Linked DNA regions of Rattus norvegicus: all the other regions are linked to region 3. A link is a contact called in public Hi-C data. All regions are on one chromosome and are shown on one strand. Each heading gives the region's core, a stretch centred on a gene start, on an enhancer-like site or on the middle of the called end of the contact. The rest is flanking DNA. Distances are from core to core; before and after follow the strand shown.

Region 1 (3,971 bases), core at 600-3,099, 44 kb before region 3:
GTATAGGGGCTGCGTGATGAGATGCTTCCCAGTTTCCAGACTGAAACTGAACCAACCATAGACCCCCACCTTCCCAGGCATGACTGAGACACTGGAAGGAAAAAGGTAATTAAAACACAACAATCAAACCAACCTTTTTAAATAGTAACTTTTAAAAATATAAAAAGCTTCATTACAATGATGTTTCAATTTTTCTTTTTTCTTCAGGAATAACTCTCTTCCACCCTAACCCTCCCTTCTGGCTAGAGCCTTAACAAGTGGTGGCCAGTGATCATCTGAAACCCAGAGACAGATGGACAGACTCCAGACAGGCATGTCGACATGCCTCTCAGGAAGGTGCGGGGTGCCACGGTCTTTCCATGTCCCAACATACATCCTGTTCGGGGCAGCCGCTCAGTTGGAGCACTGGAGATGGGCAGGTTTTAGACACCCTCATCTTTCTTCCCAGACTGAGTCCCACATTATAAAATAATCCATAAAAATGCAATATAAAAACTCTCTTCCATATGCTACATCCATGGAAAGCCCACCAGCAGGGCTCACACGGTCTTTAGCTTTTCTTTAATAAAACAACAAAAGACCAAAACAAAACAAAGCAAACCTAATACCACAAACATTGGTACCCTAGGGGTGATATCTGCAGATGACATTCCGTCTGCCCCAGCCCCCAGCCCGCTCCCCCGCCCATCTTCTTAGACTTACGACCCTGGGGGTCACCATATCCCCGGCTTCAGGGAGCAGAAAGGGCTGAGAGCAGGAAAGGGGAGACGGCATCTTATCAAAGGATATCACTTCTAATTATTTTTATTCAAATTAAAAAAAAAAGCACCCACACCAGTTGCTGTTTTTCTCTGGTAGCTCCCTGAGCTGAGTCGCTTGTCTCCCTCCCACCCCCATATGGAATCCTTTCTAGGCTGGCGGAGGAGAGTCAGAGAGGGAGTTCCCTTGAACTTCCATTCCTCATCACAATGATTGAGTGTGCACCAAAGAGAAAGATGGGGTCCAGTGGGAGAGGCGAGCGGGGGGAGGGGGGCAGAAAGAGATGGAGGTCAGGAGGTGTGAGGGCAAGGCAAGAGAAGATGGAGCAGAGAAACCCACAGGAAATCCTCGCTGTTCCTGTGGATAATAGCCCAAGCTGGCCCATCCCAGTACTGTCTGTCCATCAGCTTGTCTGTCCATCTGCCTATCATTCCATCTGAAGATGGTGCTAAAACCCGTGTGGAGATATACTTCAGTCCCAGTGGGCCAGGCTGGTTTGCCCATCCCCAGGAAGCTTCTCATTCCACTCCCCGACTCTCTATCTCTGCCTACTTTCCCCACAGAACATCTGTTTAAAAAAAATCTTAAGAAAAGAAAGAAAGAAAAGCCACCACCGCGAGTGGGTTACAAATACAGCAGGCAAAATACACGGCGAGCACTGGTGGGAAGGGGCCTCCTCCCTCACTGGCCAGTCAGCAACCACAGTCTCTTATTTACATTGTTCACAAACCTTGTGCACTGCACAATCAGAACGAGGCGCCCCTCCCCAGAAACAACAATGTCTACTCCAGCATGCCCCCAACCCGGAGTAGGGAGGGGACAGATCAGACAGGGGAGGAAGAGACAGAGACTCATGAGGGTGTCTGTGTGGGAAACGAAAGCAGAAGCCTCCAGAGAAATCTAATTGAAGCATCTGCCAGCACTGGTGAGGGGGAGAGGAGAAAGTCCTTCAAGTCTGTCAGACACAGCAATCCACAAAGGGGCGTGCGTCCTCTCCACCTTCCGGAGGGCAGCCCCACAATGCTGTCCCTCACTCTTCTGCCATCCTCGGGGCCTGGCCAGCATCTCCCTGTCAGGGCCGCGTGGGTGTCTCCCAGAGTTTGACAGGCCTCTTAGAGTCCTTGTTCAGTAGATGACCTCGTAAACTGTGGCCTTCTTGTCACCAGAGCCCGTTACAATATATTTGTCATCCGCTGAAATATCACAGCTCAAGACGGACGAGGATTCTTTAGACTGGAGGGGGAAGACAAGGAGAAGCAGGAAGACATTTAGTGTGGGGAGAAAACAGGAAGTCACTCCCTGGCACTCCAGGGGCCCTGAACGAAATCACCTACTCTGTAGCTCAGGTTGGAGCAGGTACTGGTAGAAAGAGGCCACTTCCTCTAGGGCTTGGAGTCCCTCCCACCCGCTTCTTCATGTGGAACAGCTCCTGAGCTGGCTGTCATCTGATCTTCCCCAGGTTTAAGGGGGGAAAAAGGACACTTAGCATAAGCATCTCTGCTAAGTCTACTGATGGAAAGGAGCATCTCAGAGCTGCAGCAGCAGCAAGAGACAGTTCCAAGGGACACGTGGGGCACATGGGACCAGACATTGAAGCAAGAAGCTGAAACGGGCTTGTGTGTGTCTGTGTGTGTGTGTGTGTGTGTGTTAGAGCAAGAGTGATTGTAAGGAAAAAAAAAGTGATTGTGAGTTGCACTGTGGAGGGTTGTGTGTGTCCGTGAGATGGAGGGCCTCTAGATCTTTAAATCTGTAAAACTGCGTGTCCAGTTTAGCACCTTGTCACACTGATGGCTCGGGTTGGCATCCTAACCCGAATGGGTTTCACTGGATGAAATGGCTACTCCATGGTCCAGCTGCCCAGAGCCAGCCAAGCTCACTGTTTTACTCACCACATTGCCACATAAGTGAGTCCCTTCTTAAATGCTCTTACCCTCAGAGATCACAAAAGCAACAGAGAATGTGTCTTTCTCTAGTCCCCACACCCTTCCCTCTGGGGTCCTCCATCTAGTAAGGGCTAGGTGGGGTATGGGGGTAGCAGATCTGCTCCTAGCTCCAGAGTCCTCCTGAACTGCCTCCTGCTACCCCTCAGCCCCATCGCTGTGGGCACATACTGACTTAGGAGGAAGATCAGGAGTGTACCTGGAAGATGCTGGCTCCGTAAGGCGTCCTCCAGGCATTGAGAAGGTTGTCTTTCCCAGTGCTCACAAACCACTTGCCTGAAAGTCGAAGCAAAGAAGCCCTCAGACTGTGGCCTGTGCAGCAGGAGCCAGCCCAGCTGTGTCTGCCCCTCATGGTGTTTCCACACCAGACATGCTTAACCAGGGTTAATGCTTGCTGTTCCCCACTCCTGAAGAGCAGTTACAAGCACAGCACATAAAGGACACCTTGCCCAGGAAACAAAATTCAGTTAACTGTGTTGAGCACGTCTCTGAAAAGATCCCTGGCAAGGCCACTAAAGTCAGCTAGTCCTTCCCAGTCTGTGAGTGGAAGGTGGAGAGAGCACCAGAAGCAGCCAAAACCCAATAGTCAGAGAGGACTTTCCTCCCAGGGGGCTCTTAACTGTGGCTCCAAACATCCCCCAAAGCCACGGGCTCTTCCAAGCCAGTTTCTCTGAGGCTAAGAGTTTGCACCATGTGTCCGAATAGAAACCTGTGGCCATAACCTTCAGAGAAGATCCAGGTCAACAAGGAGAGCCTTTGGCCTAGAGCCTTTGGCCTACTGTCCTGAGAGTGACATCTATATCCAAGAGACAAGGATGGGGACAAGAAAGGTACTTTTCGGCTCCAGGACATTAAAGGAGCAGAGGACTTAAGACTGTAGGTCCCCTCTTCCCACACCTTCTACTGGACTGGGCTCCCCATGCTGGCTGGCTCTCAGGGCTTACCACAGTAGGCAAACTTGAGGGACAGCACGCAGCTCTCGTGCAGATGCAGTTGGTACTTGTCCGGCTTGGTGTGGTGCAGAACCTCTACGTTGCTGCTCTCCATGCCCACGGCGAGCCACTCCCCAGTGGGGCAGTAACCCAGGGAGAAGATCTGCAAGGACAGACAGTTCAGTGCCCCTCTGCCCACAGGACTGGAGCAGCCCCCTAAGCAGGGTTAGCTCCTCACTCCACCCTCTCCACTTACAAACCAAATCCAATAACCAGCAGTCTGCTGCCCCTCCATGCTACCCCAGAGATGTCATCTGTATCCCATTGAGGAAGCTGGCTC
Region 2 (3,762 bases), core at 177-2,676, 57 kb after region 3:
CAACACAGCTGAAGATGTGCATCCCGCAGATCTGGAAGGGCCTTTGGGATCAGTGGGCTAAGGCCATTGTTTACTGAATGAGGTGAGGGCTCCGGACAGGTCTAAACTTGCCTGTATCTGAGCCGTGCCTTCCTCACCCATCTTGTCTGTGAGTAACACTGGGGAAGCTCCGCCTCCCCCTCCTCTGGAATGCGACCTGTGGGGACTCTGGCCCAGACAGGATCAATGCCAGCTTGAAAGACACCTTTGGATGACCCCTGGAAAAAAACAAACCAAAACAAACTAAAAAAAAAAACCCAAAAAACAAAACAAAAAAAAACCCCAAACCACCCTTTCCTTGGTAAAATAGAGCATGCAGCAAGCCAGACAGAGTGCAGCAATTTCGTCCCTATTTGACCCCAAACCTGAGTGTCTTGTAGAGTGCACAACCTACCCGGCCTTCCATGGAGCTCTGGCCCATGCCCACTATTGGAGACCCACATTAAAGTTGGCCTCCACAAGTTGCCCATGAGCTACAGTTTGCCAGAGTTAATGCCAGGCCCATCTGTGGATGCTGGGAACTTAGTCAGCTCCAGGCCAACACTGCTCTGCAGGAGTATTCCCTCAGCTCAACAGGAAATCTGGATTTTTCACGTGAATCCTGCAGTTTTCAAAGGTTGGCAAGGAACTCGGTCTCCACCCCCCCAACACCACGCTGGCCAATCTTCCTCAGACCACAGACCACACGGGACAAACCTGAGGGCTGACAGAATTTTACCGTCTCACTTACCCTAGATCCTCCCCAATACAGATGCAAGATGACAGGGTAGTGACATGTTCAAGATGACACTGGGAGCCAGTGACAGCCTGTCCCCACAGCCTTCTCTGGTACCTGTGACCCATGCTGCACCTGCATTTCACAAGTCAGCATGGATCGCACACACACCTCCTGCCTGGCCCTGGCCCGAGCTGATATTTTTACCAAATGTCACAGCAGTTTGCAGGAAGGCCCAGGGTCTAGCTTGAGCCAGTGAATTACGATTGCTTGCCAGAGGGCTGTAAACACGATCCTGATTAATGAATTTCTTAATGGCTGGGCCCTGGGTGCAGACCTTGCCTGAGTGTCACCCCCGGCAGACACATAAGGAAGCGTTGGCCCAGCAGTGGGAAGATTTGTGTCACGTCTCTGCCTCTGAAAGGGTGCTCCAAGCCTGCTGGCTCCAGGAGCTAGTAATCAGCCCTCCCTGGCTATAGATCCCCCTGGCTCTGTCTGTGCGCGCCAGCCGCCCTGTGCCTGAAACCGGGGACAGCCTTGATTGATCTTTGGGTGGAAATAGCACTGGCTGACTGCCACCTTGATCTCAGGGAGCTTGAAAATGCCCTTATCTGAATCCAAACACACAGAGAGGAGGCTTCCTCTTGTACTGGTTTGAGGACGCCCTGCCTGAGATCTGAGTCAGAGCAGAAAGCCCTGGAATTTTAAGTTCAGACAGCAGTAAAAGCCTAGTTCTAACCTGTCCAGACTCCCCTACGTTTCAGAAAACACAGAAACTCGGGAAGACCGCCAACCATGGAATGCTCTTGCTGTGTGACTTCAGGCTAATCTCTTGACTGCTCTGGATCTGTGTCTTCTCAAACAGAAAGGAAAGGTCCTCGATGGACTTTGTTCAGTCTGCACGAAGTGCAGCAAAAGAGATGAGGCCAAAGCTAACGGTAGAGCTGGGGTGACAAATAAGTGACCCATGTTCCCTGCTCTCTGTTCCTGCACCAGGGCCAACCCCAGTGATCAATTCTGGTTGGGACCAGTTTTCATAGCTTCTTTAGTGCAGATCCCTGGGCATCTAGCCCCTGTCAACCTTGATTGTAACACCAAGCAGCAGCCTACTACTGAGCCTCTCTGAAGCCCCACCCACCCACATCCTGGCTTCCAGGGGAAGCCCTTAGGGTACTTCCTACACCGCGCTCAGACACCTACCAAGCTAAGGCCTTGCTAGGCTCTGCAGTATTGGTCCTTCCACTCCACAGTGCACATCAGGAAGTTTACCCAGTTCCCCAGTAGTATACAGGAGAAGGCAGCTGTGTCTCTCTTCCTCAGCTGTGAGAGGCTCTTTACAGGAGAAGATGACGGTGGCAGCTGTCTGGGAGAAAGAAGGGCTGTATTCTGGGTTGGGTGGGCTCAGGCAGCCAGTAGGGATCTGGAGCCCTAAAGCACCCCCTTCCTTAGGCTCCCTAGAGATAAGTGCCTCCCCACTCCTGAGGCCCTCACCCCTGGCCAATTCTCTCAGGCGGACTTTAACATTCCTGAGTTGGGGGTGGCTGTTGACTCCCGGTTGAACAGCTTGCTGCTTGTTTGTGTACTCTCACAGGGACAGCAGCACCCCAACCCCCAACCCCCCAGCTTGCACTACAAGTATTGAATAGCTGCGACAGAGACGCTAACCATGTCCTACAAATTCACTCTCTGCTTTTTCCAGAAAAGTTTTGCCTTAGACCAAAGCCTAAGAAGACAGAGTCCTGAAAGAATTATCCACCCGGTTTCCTGGCTTTGCAGAGAGAAAGAAGTAGGTTACAGAGAAGTTTAGCAAGTGGCCCATGCTCACACAGCAAATGCGCGGAGAGAGTGATCCTGGGGTCCTTCTCTCCCAAGGAAGGCTACTCTTCCCAGAGAGTGGGAATTCCAAGCACAAACTGAAGTCAAGAACACAGGCAATTTGTGGCCTCTGGATTGGCCACTGCTTCCGAAGCCACGGCCTTCCTGGGACACGGTGGACAATATATTTATGTCTGACCATCCGAAGAGGAAGCTGTATGGGGGAGCTTGGGTAATCAAGGTGTCCTTTTAAATCTTAGCTCCTTGACTCACTCGGGATTGTAGCTCTCTGCAGGCAACAGTCTGAACTCGATGTGGCTGAACAGGGAGAGAAAGTTCTCTGAGCATCTCCCCACATGGAGGGGATCCTGGGAGCCACAAAGCAATGAATGAACGGGCTTGCCATTCCCCAAGCCCAACTTCGTGCAAAGATTTATGGTTTGTTGGGTGGCTGAACTGATTTTATTTTTTTTAAGAGATATTTTCCCAGGGGCTAGAGAGATGGCTCACTGGGTAAAGTGCTTGCCAGGACCTGAGTTTGGATCCCAGCATCCATAAAATCTGGGCATAGTCGTGCCCACGTGTAATCCTAGCACTGGTAATAGGAGGTGGAGACCCCAGGCTTACAGTGCAGTTTGCTGGCAGCTAGTCTTGCCCACCAGTGAGCTCTAGGCTCAGGGAGAAGCCCTGTCTGAAAATATAAAGCAATTGTGAGGAAGATGTGCAAAGTTCACCTTTGTCCTTCGTACAAACATACATGGGCAAAATCACCTGCAAACACATGTGCACATATATACACATATACATACATCATACAGTACGCAGTCCTAAGGAAAACCACTCAGGCAAACTCATTAGAAAGTAGTGAATTTTTAAAATGTATACAAAATAAACACTTTACAAAAGACCATGGAACCATTTTCCCAGGAGCCGTTGGCAGGGCAGGGGTTACTATTCCTGCTCAGATCAGATAGGTTTTCACAATAACATGTTTGCAGGATGTGTTCTATACGGTGTGTTTTGTCGCAGCTCATAAATTCCAGTTCCCTTGCTTGAACAATACGGAAACATGGTTGCAGAAAGAAAAGGCAGAGAATGTTGATAGCACAGCACCGAGTTAACCTTTAAAGTCAGAATCAAATACCTGAGTGGAACTTCTACTCTTTCCTGGAAGTGGCTCTTCATGAGCTGAT
Region 3 (3,636 bases), core at 84-2,583:
GGAACTGGAATTCGTCTTTGATCCTGTCACAGGACTCGGCCACAGTGAATTTAAATCCTGGCTGCCCGGGTTGATGGGGTGCCTGGAGCCCACAAGGACGACATAGGGGAGAGGAGTGGGCACATCAGAAGGGCTCCACGCGGCCCCGTGCATCCGCTGGGTCCCTGGCCCCTCCCCGCCGGGAGCCACCGGCAAGGCCACCACCCCACAGCCCAGAACCTTCCCAGCAAGTTTTTCAACGCTCTCCCGACAGGACCGGGAAGCGGGCATATCGACCACCCCCAAAGCCAGAAGGGCTCCCGTGGCCAAGTGCCGAGGGAGCGAGTTGGAAGACTTAGGAGAGGGGCCCAGGGCGGGAGCCCACGTTCCCCTCCAACGCAGGCCGCCCGGGCCACTCGAGCGCAATTACCCTTGGCTCTCTACGGCGCCCCCACCCACCCAGCCCCTTTGTGTGAGCGCACACACACGCGCGCGCACCATAAAGGTAGCAACAAGCAAAATGGAGGTGCTAGATAAACTGCCTCGTTTACCCTGCCATGATAGATGCTTAAATAAGCCTACTTGCAATTACTCACCGGATGTCTGCCTTGCGGATACATGGCAGGGAGGGGTCGCGATTCCGAGAGCTTGGAAGCGCTGAGAGCCCGAGCCGGGGACGTGCGGGGGAGGGGGGAGGCGAGCCCGAGCGGGGGGCGGCCGGGGAACCGAGAGCTCGCCCCCGGCCCCCCCAGCCCGCTCTCGCAGCGAAATCCCAGAGTCGGGCGTGCGCCCCAAGTGCAGACAAAGAGCGGCGGAGCGAGCGGCAAAGTCGTCGGCGGGCTCGCGCTTTGTGCGCCTAAGGCTCGGCCGGCTGCGGCCGGCCACCTTCCCCCGGCTGCGTGGACAGTGTCAGAAGCCGGGTCTGCGTGGACATCATCGGCTCCCTGGCAGCTCCAGAGCAGGATCCCGAGGCCCGGAGGTTGGGGGGTGGGTTTCTCTTGTCCCCTCACGGGTCAATCAGCACGATGAGGCTGGAGGGGGGGGGGCGCGTCTGGGCAGCTCGGAGCATCCGGGGCGCGCGGGTCAAATCCCAGAGGCGGTCGGGCCCGGAGTCGCGGGGAGAAGAAAAAGGAAGCAGGCCACCGAGGTGACGGCTTGAGGACCGTGGGTGAGGGCTAGAGCCCAGCGAGGGCGCTTCGACGCCCCCCCCTCCCCTCGGAGAAGAGAGCCTGCTGCTCTGTCTGCTCCAGCCGCCGCCGCCAGTCCTTCCCAGGGCCGAGGAGGAACTCCGGGTTAGTCGGTGCAAATAATGGGCCGTGGCATCCTAACTCCAGCCGGCATAGGAAGCCTCGGCGAAGGGGTCTTCTTTGCTCTCAAGTGAATCGGCTGCGTCTCCGGCGGGGAGCGGTCGGCGTCCCTGCTGCCTAGGAGCGCGCAGGCTGGAGAGCACCGGAGGGGGAGACGTAGCCTGAGCCCGGGAGCTCTGCGGCTTCTTTCCTTCCTCCCAGCCTGGCTCTCCTCTCCGCGCCCCGCCAAACCCCCAAAACACACAAACACACGCACTCAACACACACACGTACACGCACTCAAAAAAAAAAAAAAAGTGGCTCGGACCTGCGGATACCACACACAGACAGGCGAAGGGGGCCGAGCACGAGGTCTGAACTGCCGCGAGAGCAGTTCCAAATAGGGACTGAAAAGTAACAAAATAATGTGGCGGCTTCGCCTAGCGTTGGCCAATGGGAATGCGAGGCTCCCACGTGGGGCCACGGGACTCGGACTGCGACTGGGCGCCGCCGGGCGCGACGTCACAATGCCCTCTTGTGTCTAAAACTATGCATGAAAAGTAGCAATCAGGCCCTACCCGCTGGTGACTTTCGCTTGGGAGTGAAAAACAGCGCTCCTCACATCAGGAATTAACCGAAAGACATATAATAAATAGATATATATTATAGTCCTGGGCAGCTAGGTTTTTTTCCTCTTTTTTTTTCCCACGATCTAGTAGCAAATAATTATTTGGCGGGAGGGGAGAAAGAGAAAACGAATAACAACAAAAGGGGGAAAAAGGACAAGCTGTACAATCCTTAAAACCTGTGGCTGGTAGTAATGGATCAGTTGATTCTGCAGAGGCGGCGAACGATTGCTCCCCTCTAATCTCATTAGGGTTGCAAAGCAGCCCAATTAGATACTATAAAACAAACAGAATCACTTTGTCAGTTTAATGTTTTCACTTCAAAAGATTTAGGACCGATAAAATGCTGGCTCCCAAAGTTACCTCCGACCTCTAAGACTGTTCTCCAAACTGAGTTTCTCTTTCTTTTATCCGTTTCTGTCCCCTCTCCCACCCTTGGGCGCCCTGCTTTTCTCCTTTGTTCATTCGCCCTTCTTCTCAGAAAGCCAAATAAACAGCGCCTCTGATGCACGGCGGCTGCCGGCGAGGGGGAAGTCTGAGAACTCTGGCTTGGCGGGCCGCGCAGATGGAAGGGCCCGGCTGTCTGCGGACAACTGGCTCAGTAGTGCGGCTAGCCCCACTTGGGGCTTTTGCCCTTTGGGGACAGCTACATCCTGGCCGCAGCCTTGCCAAGGCGGTTTCCTCAGCTGTGCTCCGGGCCCGAGATGGTGAAGAAGGGAATGCACGAAGTTGGGGCCCTCCCGGCTACGACCCTGAGTCCCGACCCCGTTTCTTGGCCTGCTGGTCTGCCCGGGCACATGCGTCGACAGCCACCCGTAGAAGAGCGACTGCGAGCCTGGAGTGGCCACGGTCACCAGCCTCGACACCCAAGGAGGAATAAACATTCGACTCTGGGGCCCAACTAAATGCTCGCAGACAAGGGTCACGTCGGGGCACACTGCCCACCCTATGTCCTCGGGCCTCGGAGAGGCAACGCCGAGTGGGCCGCCCAGGTGTCCTCGGGTCCCTCCCCGCTTTCCCACCGAGCTTGCACGCAAGCATACACTCCTGGCCCGCTGCGGGCGCGCGCGCCTCGCGCGCCCCCGGAATCTATATTTTCCCCTCATTAGGAGCCTGAGTTTCGCGTTTGCATCTTAATGAGTAGCTGGGAGCGCGCGGGGACCTCCACGTGAGCGGCCGCCCCGAGATGGAGCCTCTCAGAGCCCGCTCAGGCCTCGACCGCGCTCCCCTCTTCATTTATTTATTCTCCTAAATAAAAACATAAATCGTGTACGATGCGCACCGAAAAGGGGAGGGGGGGCAGGGAGAAGCCTAGCTCGACAGATGCGAGCATCTGGCCAAAGCATCCATTAGTCTCAAAATGGCTCCTCTTTGGAGCTTCCCTCTCCCCTCCCCCTTCTCTGCCCTCCCCCTTACGTCACGGGTGGGCGCACCCGCTTCCTACCCGGCCCGCCCCTTTCTCGCTCCGGCCCCCACGTGGGGCGCGCCGGCCACACCCCCGAGCAAGTCTAGAAACCAATCACAGACCAGCAAAGAGACTCTCGACTAGTAATTGGTGGAGATTCCGGGAGCTGTCAGTCCTTGGCCGGAGCTGTCAGTCAAAACCACGAGGGGTGGGGGAGCGCTGACAAATGCCGAGGCTTCTGAGCCTCCCGCTTGCAAATAGTGCTTGGAATGGCTGCTTAATTAGCTTTGAATGGCTTTTCCTTCCAGCTCAAACAATCTGTCACTACCATGTGGTATAA

Evidence for each region. A called contact is a pair of places that touch in the nucleus more often than the background predicts.
Region 1: a contact with region 3 is called in a Hi-C map of Schwann cells, with 2.5 times the contacts expected there. The contact joins the enhancer-like site here to the promoter of Tle3 in region 3. A contact is called at or near these places in 2 of 12 Hi-C or Micro-C datasets (Schwann cells and liver) and 1 of 1 datasets of contacts at active chromatin or transcription factors (oligodendrocytes).
Region 2: a contact with region 3 is called in a Hi-C map of liver, with 2.4 times the contacts expected there. The contact joins the enhancer-like site here to the promoter of Tle3 in region 3. A contact is called at or near these places in 4 of 12 Hi-C or Micro-C datasets (kidney, liver and mammary epithelial cells).

What each region holds. Positions count from the first base shown.
Region 1 is chr8:70,795,244-70,799,214 of GRCr8, reverse strand. Tle3 (TLE family member 3, transcriptional corepressor) reads right to left here. Exons shown (of 20, transcript NM_053400.2): 18 at 3,644-3,794; 19 at 2,899-2,975; 20 at 145-1,992. The coding sequence ends at 1,885. LOC102551666 (a long non-coding RNA gene) reads left to right here. Exons shown (of 8, transcript XR_005488246.2): 8 at 1-672. Among named protein-coding and RNA genes, the nearest start is that of Tle3, 43 kb to the right of the region's middle. Within about 2 kb of position 1,849, at least 6 of the 93 cell types and tissues checked have an H3K27ac peak or open chromatin away from gene starts, as enhancers often do. A contact at or near this core is called in Schwann cells, where this site is marked.
Region 2 is chr8:70,694,090-70,697,851 of GRCr8, reverse strand. No RefSeq gene overlaps it. Among named protein-coding and RNA genes, the nearest start is that of Tle3, 58 kb to the left of the region's middle. Within about 2 kb of position 1,426, at least 14 of the 93 cell types and tissues checked have an H3K27ac peak or open chromatin away from gene starts, as enhancers often do. A contact at or near this core is called in liver, where this site is marked.
Region 3 is chr8:70,751,474-70,755,109 of GRCr8, reverse strand. Tle3 (TLE family member 3, transcriptional corepressor) reads right to left here and starts at 1,333. Exons shown (of 20, transcript NM_053400.2): 1 at 576-1,333; 2 at 1-82. The coding sequence starts at 599.